Linked DNA regions of Dromaius novaehollandiae: region 2 is linked to region 1. The links are chromatin contacts, called in public Hi-C maps. All regions are on one chromosome and are shown on one strand. Each heading gives the region's core, a stretch centred on a gene start, on an enhancer-like site or on the middle of the called end of the contact. The rest is flanking DNA. Distances are from core to core; before and after follow the strand shown.

The links. A called contact is a pair of places that touch in the nucleus more often than the background predicts.
Region 2: a contact with region 1 is called in a Hi-C map of ovary, with 4 times the contacts expected there. The contact joins two enhancer-like sites. A contact is called at or near these places in 3 of 4 Hi-C or Micro-C datasets (brain, liver and ovary).

The regions. Positions count from the first base shown.
Region 1 is chr2:41,778,186-41,782,938 of bDroNov1.hap1, reverse strand. All of the region lies in intron 3 of LOC135327480 (a long non-coding RNA gene), which reads left to right. Among named protein-coding and RNA genes, the nearest start is that of HDAC9, 79 kb to the right of the region's middle. Within about 2 kb of position 3,293, at least 1 of the 2 cell types and tissues checked has open chromatin away from gene starts, as enhancers often do.
Region 2 is chr2:41,927,052-41,931,850 of bDroNov1.hap1, reverse strand. No RefSeq gene overlaps it. Among named protein-coding and RNA genes, the nearest start is that of SNX13, 29 kb to the left of the region's middle. Within about 2 kb of position 1,645, at least 2 of the 2 cell types and tissues checked have open chromatin away from gene starts, as enhancers often do.

The DNA of each region.
Region 1 (4,753 bases), core at 2,044-4,543:
CTTTGCGGATATACCTGAGATTATAGTGGAAATTATAATCCTTACTATATTAGGAATTACCTTTTAATATTTTAATTATATACTGTAAATATGCAAATTGCAATCATATCTGAATTACTTAAACCATTTATACTTTTTTCAGCTTTCTCTTTTTTTTTCTGCATGTGCAACAAAGTTAGCAATTAAAGCACAAGTAAAATTGAACTCTGCATCTTCAAGGTTAAGGGACAAAGTATTTTATTTAGTCTTTTGAGGTGGTAATAAATGTCAGGGCCCTAAGCGTATTTTGTCCTATTGGAGTTTGGCTGCCTGGGCTCGGGGCTGGCCTTGAGACACATTTATGGATCTGGAAGACTGGTAAAGATGTGGGAAGAAGGCAAGGCTGGTTGGTTGGTTCTCAAGGAGCTGTTGTGGGGATCTCCTTCATTAATGCCTGCTCTTTCCAATGGCTGCGTTGGCCTGGGATCAACCTGAACCAGCTTCTCAGAGTGGAGAAGACTGTGTTTTGAGGACTGTTTGAGAATTACGGAGCCCAAATCATGTACTCCAGAAGAACAAAAGGGTTTTTGTGTTTTAAGTGGTGGGAGGCCTGTGTATCTGGCTTCAGCTTCCCTGTGCTTCTCTTCTGTATTTGAAAAAGCAGTTCTTCCTGCTTCCTACTGGTATTCAGTAAACACTTTCAAAGATTGTGAGGCATGCAGGTAATTCAGAAGAAAGTAACATATAGTAACATAATAAACAGAATCTAAAGGTCTTTTCTCAGTTACAGTGTTGGGCGATGAAATGAGAAAATATTCTTGCAACGCTGATAATGTTTTAGATATTAGAATCTCATTAACAGGTATTCCTGGTGCTAGCACCTCTGAAAAGTAGCAGGTTTTTAGAATGGACAAAGTTCCATAAAATAGCTCAATTATTTAATAAATGATGCTGACATCTTTTCTCAGTACATTGTTTGACACTGAAAACTGCTCTTTCTAAACACGATATTAATTACCTGTTTCAACTGATAATTCTTGAACATCCCAGACCCAAAGGCAGAATTCTGCATGCAGTACCAGGCTAAAAATTAAACGAAACAACAGAGTCTTAAGCTATAAGAAATGCTCTAGAAATCACCATATTCTGTTTTTATTTTGCATTCCAATAGGTTAATATAGCCAAACTGATCTTCCTCCTGACATTCTTTGAAATGAATTTCCTCTGAGGCATTACTTTGTGATATATGCCATATTTCAGCTCAGAATAGATTTTTATATGCAAACTATAACTCTCAGAAGCAGACTCCATTGACATGAGTTTAAGTACAGTTGCACTGGCAGTAATGTATCTGCATGGGAAGAATCCACAAAACAATAAAATTATGTAAATTAGACTATAGGAAGATTATTCATAACCAAATGCCTGGATATAAGCTTAGCATCTCCTGTGTGGCTCATGGATTTTCTAAAGTATGACAAACAATCCTGGCAGAAATCACAAGAGAAATTAAGATCAAAGCCTAAACATAAATGAAAAGAAATGAAATATTTTCTGCTGATCAATTAACAATGTGCTTTCCTGGCAGCCTGCAGCCACAAACCAAATAGGAAATCAGATTAGGCTGCTTTCATAATCAGGAATAGAAATGGCACTTAGGGCTAAAAAGAGAAAAGTCATTGCATTTATCTCTGTATTGTTTTTTAATTGTTTTTTTCATCATTGTTATTTTTCATCATTCATATTCAGATTAGTTGCCTAATTTTAGTCAGTCAACCAAGTGTGTAATAAATGCATGAATTCTATTTGGTTTAAATATCCCCATCTAATTATCCTGCGCTTTTGTTATCAATCTCCGATGTTAATGGTATAAAAGCAAAAGGAGTTTTTAGTAATTAAATTGTTACTAGAATTATTGTAGAGGATGTTGACAAACCAAGCACATTTAATTATAACTATAAATAGCCTGTAAAGGCTCTTAGTAGGGTGGGATTAAAATGAAGCAAATAATAGTCTAATACTACATTTCCTGTCCTGTGTGTATAGTTGGTAGTGTTTTAGTCTTCTCTCTGGCATCGTTTGCCATTTTATATGGTATGGTACTCTTCCTTTTCTGAACTTCAACAGCTTCTCACAGTTGCTGAAGAATAATGCAGTACTGCTGAAAATCACACAGCAGAACATAAAGACACTTTCTGGTTTGCTCCTGGAAACCAAAGATGCAGTGATGGGAAATGCAAGTAGTAAATGTTGATTGTTTTTACAATATTGCTTTGTTCCTTCTCAGAAAATATGTCAGTTAGAGATATGGAAAAATATGTCAGTTAAAGATGGTGGAAAGCTGTGCTGCTGAAAGGACAGCCATGCTGTAAAGAAATAGCAGGAAGGTCAGTAAAGGTTTCCGAATGGGACAGGTGGAGTCACACCCAGTCACAAACTGTTGAGTTGATTTCCGTAGCAGCAGGGAAGGATGAATAATGGACAACAAAGGATCTTCTCATATTCAAATGAATAATTTATAGTGAGTTCTGCTGCGTTTGAGCTTTTAAAGGAAGAGGCATAAGGGGGAAAAACAGTTTTTGGAGTGTCTTCAGGCCAATATAATTGACAGGATTTTTTTTGCCTCTCTTGCTAGGCTACGGGCTGGATTCTCCACCCCTCTGCCCCAAATAGAAAAAAAAAACCACACCCACCCACCCACCCACCCACAGTGCCCATGGTTCGAAAAGTGATATAAAGCCACTTCCCTGCCTGCAGCCGCTCCTTGCTCATGTAAAAGCTCTGGAGGTGAAACGAGCTCTCACAGGCTTCTGGAAACTTGAATCTGGCTGCTGGCATGGCCTTCTCCTGGCCTCTCCCATCCTGCGACTGCTGCAGCTCCCCCCGGCCATGCTCATACCAATGCCTCTTCTTTGTATGTCTTTTGCTGCCTTTAGGCTGCACTGCTGTTGCCTCCTCGTGTTTCTTGCCCTGGGTCTATTATACCTTCATTCCGCCAATCGCAGCCTTCGCACCTCCAGTATCACAGCTAGGTAGCCTAAGTGAACAAGCCCAGCTTAGCTGGCATGCTGCGTGGAGTCAGCTCTGGTGTGGGGAGGTTAATACCTAGGTTTTGTGCTATGTTTCACTAGTTGGGAACTGGTGGTGTAAATCATGAGATGCAGAAACTCAGCGGTGGTTTGGGGCCCAGTCAAGTAGACGTGCTGATCTGAGTGACCTGCTCGGTCAAAGCGAGGAAGGAGAGAAAAAGCCAGGATTCTGGAAAGAGTCCCCTGGGGGGTGAGTCCTCAGTGCACGTCCAGCTTAGACTGGCGGTTTGACTTTTGGATTGGAAGGAATTTTCCTAGGAATGAACGTGGTTCATTTTCCTTCCTGTACAGCACAGAGCTGTGTTCATTTACAAAGATCATCTGGCCTGTTTCATCTGACACCTTCTCTCTGAGGATGCTGGCAACTCCTGCGGTTGCTCTCGTGTGCCCTGGTCTCTCTTCCTCTCCCTCTTTCTCTTTCTAAACACTGTTGCTTTTGAGGCTCATGGTCAGGTATGTCAAAAACCTGGTATTTGCTTTAAATATTTTCAGGAGTGTTTTGTGGTGTTTGGTATGTTGAAGGACTAGCATGGATTTTTTTTGTGCATGTATTTGGAATTAAAATTCTGTTAAGCTGATCTTTTTAATTGTGAAGAACTGGACAAGCTGGCCCAGACACTGTTTATCTTAGATTCCTGTTAGCCAGCTTTATGCTGTTTCTTGCTCTTTGCACTAGTTCTGTGGTTGACCCTCTCAGGTGGCTAATTTTTCTGTGCCCTGTAACAGGAACAGAGGTATTTAATGTTGTATTTTGCATTCCCGTCTGTGTTTAATACACATAAAATTTAGCTGTTATAGCATTAATTCCTTTTACTGAGTTTGTCCTTGAATTTACTTGTGCTTTCTGAAATGCCTAAGTAAAATAAAATCAGAGGGTGCTGCATTAAATAACATAAATTGAATGCTTTTGATTTCAAATATTTTGCTCAAAAAGGAATGGAAGGGCTACATTTGTCTCTCTCAAGACCTTTTGTTTCAATTCAGAAAATTCAGACTGTGTTTTAGGAATTGGTTGTGGGTATGTTGGAAATGTACTATAACATACACTAAGTCTTCAAAATTTTCATAAATTTTAAAAGCACAACAGCTGTTGAGATTGACCATAATGTTCACTCTCTGTTTATTAAAGCTTTTAAAGTTTTTTATTTCCTAATTGCTCATCACTAATGAGGTTGCCAGATCTCATAGGGGTCATTTCCATGCTTGTATTAGTAAATACTCAGATGGAGTTTGATCACACTCGTCAGTGTGCTTTGAAATTTAATTAGGCAATTATAGCTTAAATTTCACCACTCAAAATAAATGGAGCTCCATCTTCTCTGTGATCTATTTTCTAACAATGAAACCTGCTGAATCTAGACTAATTACAACATTTGATGCACACATTTTGTCCATCAAGAATACAAGTGATGTTGAAGCATACAGTTCCTCTTTGAGAAATGTTACAGGCCATGCTCTGAAAAATTCATGTGTAGCAGTAAAACTTACTGTATATGTACAGTGTATATGCAAGCCATGTATTTAGTGCAGACTTCCATTTGTACTTACAGATGAATTACTGTTTAGCATGAGGACTGCATTTCCTTTTAGAAGGGGCTAGCAGGTGCTAGCCTTTGGAAAGTGTTCACTTAGGAAATTAATGGTTTGAATCAGACAGTCTGTATCTTTTAGAAATGCTAAGTTAG
Region 2 (4,799 bases), core at 396-2,895, 150 kb before region 1:
TTTACCATTAGAAAAGTAATACTACTACACTGACATGGTAGATGAAAGCTATAGTCCAGTTTCTTCCTGAGGTCAGGTTTACTGCAGATACCACTAAATGCAGTTAGGTATTTAGAGGGACAACCCGTCTGGGCTATACAGTCAAAACAAGTCAATGAAGGCCTGTACTAAGCCAAGTATCTTCCATACTGACCTCCACCACCCTTCACACAAATTGCAGTGATTGGTTCATTCTCATGGAGGTTTGCTACCAATGTGATTTCATAGATGGACCTGATAAGACAAAAATAAACATAAGCACCAGTGGACTGATGACTGTAGAAAAGATATTTTCCTGTGGAGAAGAAAATCATAGGGCCATAGAATAATTCAGGCTAGAAGGGAACCCAAGAGGGTTCTAGTCCGACCTCCTGCTCAAAGCAGGGTCAGCTAAGTTGTCAGACCAGGTTACTCAGGGCTCTCCAAAGATTAATTTTGCAGATTGATGTTGGATTACACATGCAAAGAAAGCTCACGAAGAGGAATACACATCCTCCATATTAACAGAAAGTCGTTTCTGAGACTCGCAGTATACTTCACAACTAAGAGAGTCAATGGACAGCATTATGAATATTAGGACTTATAAGGAAATCTTTTCATAAAAGACTTTCCCTTTCCTCCTATGTATATTTGAACTATATGAAGAATTTCAATAACAGTCTCAAATGATGTGCTGTGATGCTTCGGGAACACACATTTGAAATGCAGCATTGATCAAGAACTGTGATTTTCAGTTGGAAAATCTAAAATTTAAAACCAAATAAGCTAGAAATTTTGTTATAAAATTTTCTTTGTAAAACTATAAATTGTGAAACATTAATAGAAGGCATAAAGACAGGCAGGCATGTACATATGAAAGGCATAGCCTGTTATAAAGAAAACACCAGCCGTTATTGCTGGTGGACCAAATGCTGGTCTATCTAAGCTAGATATTTAATACATGAATCAAAATAAAATTTAGGCTGAGACTACTGTGTCATAGAAAGTGTTTTGTGATACATAGAAAAGATCAGACTAGATGATATAATGCTCCCTTCTGGACAGAAAAAAAAAATCACTGAGTGCTTCAGATTTTGTTTACTCACAATGGGAGGGAAATGAATACACAGTATGACGTATTTTCAAGCACTGAACATATGGTAGCTGGAAAAGGTATAGATCAGCTTGGTTGGTTCTTTTTTAGTGTGTGAAGCTACAGATGATTAAACACTATTTTCACAGAAATTACTGTATAAATAATCAAAATCTTGCTATGGTATGGTTCACCACAGGAAATAATCTAAATAGATGAAAACTGAGAAAAATAAGGAGTCCAGAGTATGGAGCTTATAACGAAGAGTGAACAGGAAGGCAAGAGGTAGGATTAAAAGAAAGTGTTCAAAGTTGGGTTGATAAGTGCGAATTGCTATACTTTGAAAGTAAAGGACAGAGAAGGATTTAAAAATATTGAGAAGGAAATAGTGTGTAAACTTTTTTATTTTGCTTTTAAACACTTTGGCGAACAACCCCATCCTGCTGTAACTGATGCCAGTGACAAAACACTGAGTGATTCAGGCCAGATCAGGCTCACTAACTTCAGCACCTGTAAGTGAGTTGGGAACAGATGTGTGTATGCTCTATCTAATCCATATGCACAGTGTACCATATGCTAACTGTTTGTTTGGTTTAGAGTGGACTGGGAAAAGGCCCCAGCTCAGACTTAAATGTTATTTTCTGGCTTACCTAATGTACTTTAAATGGTGTTCAGTATTGTTCAGATTTTAGTTTTGAAAGCGGCTAGACATTTGGGGGTATAGCAGAGAGTCTAAGGAACTGTCTCCTGTCCCCACTGCAACTGCACCCAGTCCTGCTGCATAATACACTTTTTGCTGTTCAGACTTTCCACAGACACGATGTCTGATATTTAACTTGAATAGTCTTATGAAGTTAATTTAAGTTTTGAAGAAGTCATATTTATAGTTTCAAAATGCAGTATTGTGTTTTTATTCATACATATCTAACCCAATATCCTTGTCCAACTGAATTTAGTGTGATGAGTGTGAGGAGTATAATAGATTACTGGAAGGACCAAGAGAATACAAGAACTAGTCCAAGCTATTTACAGATCTATTTTTCATTTTATGAGATAGAAACTCTCTGTGGATGATCATGAAAATTGTCACATCTATCTCACACACAATTTAAATGCCTTAAATAAAGTAAGGAAATCCTCTGTTAAATACCTTTGTACAGTAATATGTGTTTTCATCTTAGGTATTCTATTTGAAAAAGGCATATGAGATTGTATGTAGTCTACATGGACTAGAGAGATGGGTCACCAAACTATTAACTTTAGGTACCTGTAATCTAACCTTGGGAGTGTCTTAATTTCCAGTGTTTCTGTAACTCTTGGTTAGACGTATGCAGTCACCGAAGACCAAACACTGGGGGCTTGATGCCTAAATTCTGATGAATTTGTAGAATATGCTATATTCTCCCAAATACACGTCCTGAGAAATCCAGTTCAGATGTTTACAGATATTCCTATCTGTTAGCATCTTTCTCTGAAGGTTCCCAGCCCTCAGCAGCCAGCCGACTGGAGCATACCTGGCCACCCTTGCTTAAACTGCTGCCCATGATGGTTTCATTTAAGCTGCTGGGCTTTGTACAGAAGCTGCTGAGACCCAGAGTTGCACTCTGACAGTGCCACTGTGGGGGTAGAGTGGCAGGACACGAGGAGACACGTGAGGAAGCAGTGATGTCTCAGTTTTCATAGGTATTTGCTAAGCAAAAATGTGTCATTATTTAAATTATATATATAAGTAATCTTTCCTTATTCTTTATAAACATGTATCACTTCTTAAGAAAGCAGGTGGATGTACTTTGCTTCAAACAACATAGTTAAGGAAAAAGACATCCAAGAAGAAATGAGTCTTCCATCAACTCTGACTAAAACTCTTCTTTCCTATCTTTTTCTTATTTATTAAGACAATAGAAGTCAAAGCAGGATATACAATCTCTTTCTATCATTACCTCATTATGTGAGATCATGAATTATCTTTTTCTTTTCAAAATCCCCATTCTTTTTCATTGCAACTAACTGGGAATATCAGGCATAGTGGACTAAAAGTTTGATCATGGGAAGCCTGCTCTTTTTCCTACTGAACATTGAGAGCTACAGACACTTGATACTGGTGTATTATATAACAGGAGAACTCTCAGGGTTTGCAAGTTTGGTTCTAATGCTTTTAAAAGCTTTCCATACAGTACTGTGCTCTCCTGAGGTTTGGTGATTACTCCTTTTCTGTTCTTGTACTTTTTTTTAGTGAAAGTATTAAAATTCTAAACTTCAGGCTCAAAAGTACCTCATAACCAGGGCTTCTTCCATCTCTTCCTGACTCAAATTCACTCTAACTCCCTTATATGAATGCTCTCTTCCATGGATGTATACATTTTTACCTCATTTTTTCCTCAGAAAAACACGTTCTGAACAAAACTACCAGCTACTTTAGGTTGTTGAGTGCAAACTCAAGGTGGTTCTTTTTCAAATTTGGCAGGTGTCTACACTGGAGGGTCCAGGAAACTTCATCCTCATAGCAGAAAGCATGAGTTTAAAGTGAATTACCATGGGCTGGATTTCTCTGCTATTATCTTCAGAGAGAATTTAAGGGGCCCAAAGCTGTTCCAGTTTAATGCACTCTCACTGTAAAGCATTTAGTTACAGGTGATAACTGCTCTATGTATTAATATTAATTGAATTTTTTTTTGTTTTATCACTGCTAGGACTCCTCAGAACAATGTCAAACTCTACTTGTTCAACAGCTGAACTTGCAGTTTTTTCATTACTGCATGAAGAACAGTGTGTGGTTTTTTGTTTTTTTGTTTTTTTTAATAGAGGTTCACTAAGAAAGGCAAAAATCTTAATGGAAAAGCTAAATTTTAAAGTAACTACCAAGTGAGTTATAATAATCTTCTAGGTTTTTATCTGTCTTGCTTTTTCCCCACATTTCATCTTGTGTTAATATGGGATCTCTCTGACCTAACCCTCCTATATGAACGCACATTGGGAATTTGTCATAGTCAGAAATAAATAGTCAAAAATGTAAATTCAACTCAAATCAAAAAAACAAGTCTCCCTCTTTCCCCCTGTACTTAACATATTTGCTGCACCTACCACCGTACCTTTCCCCGTGTTGCAGAATCCCTCCAGAGGTACACAGCCTCAAATAGATTTCCAGATGTTGGAATAAAAGACCTCATTCTTCGAGCAGATTCATTTTCCATGGTGCTGAACGAAATTAACAACAGCAACAACAACAAAAATGCCTGTATTCAAAAGGAACTACTCAAGTCTATAACCTGAGACGGCTTTCTCTTTTCTTACTTAAACTTCAGTACAGAAACACTACACTACGAAACAGTTATCTTCTGTCCAGATCACTACTCTCAGCATTAGGCTATCCATTGCATGTAATCTTGTGCTTACTGTTATAAAAATAAGGAGCTTGAATAGACCTAATCTGCCCATTAGATGAAAACATTCTATATCAAAACAGAACGTATTGTAGTTTTATGGGTTCATTCTGCAGGTTTTTGCCTACTGTTTCTAACATCAATTAATATAAGTACTGAATACCTGCTATGGAAGATGTTATTTTCCTTTATAAGCCTAAGCTCTCACTGGTTTCAGGAATATTTTTAAGGTATGAAAGTTTCTGATAAATAACAATTCTAAGAACTTTTGAAAAATAATTTTATTCAGTAATATTTTTTAATAAACC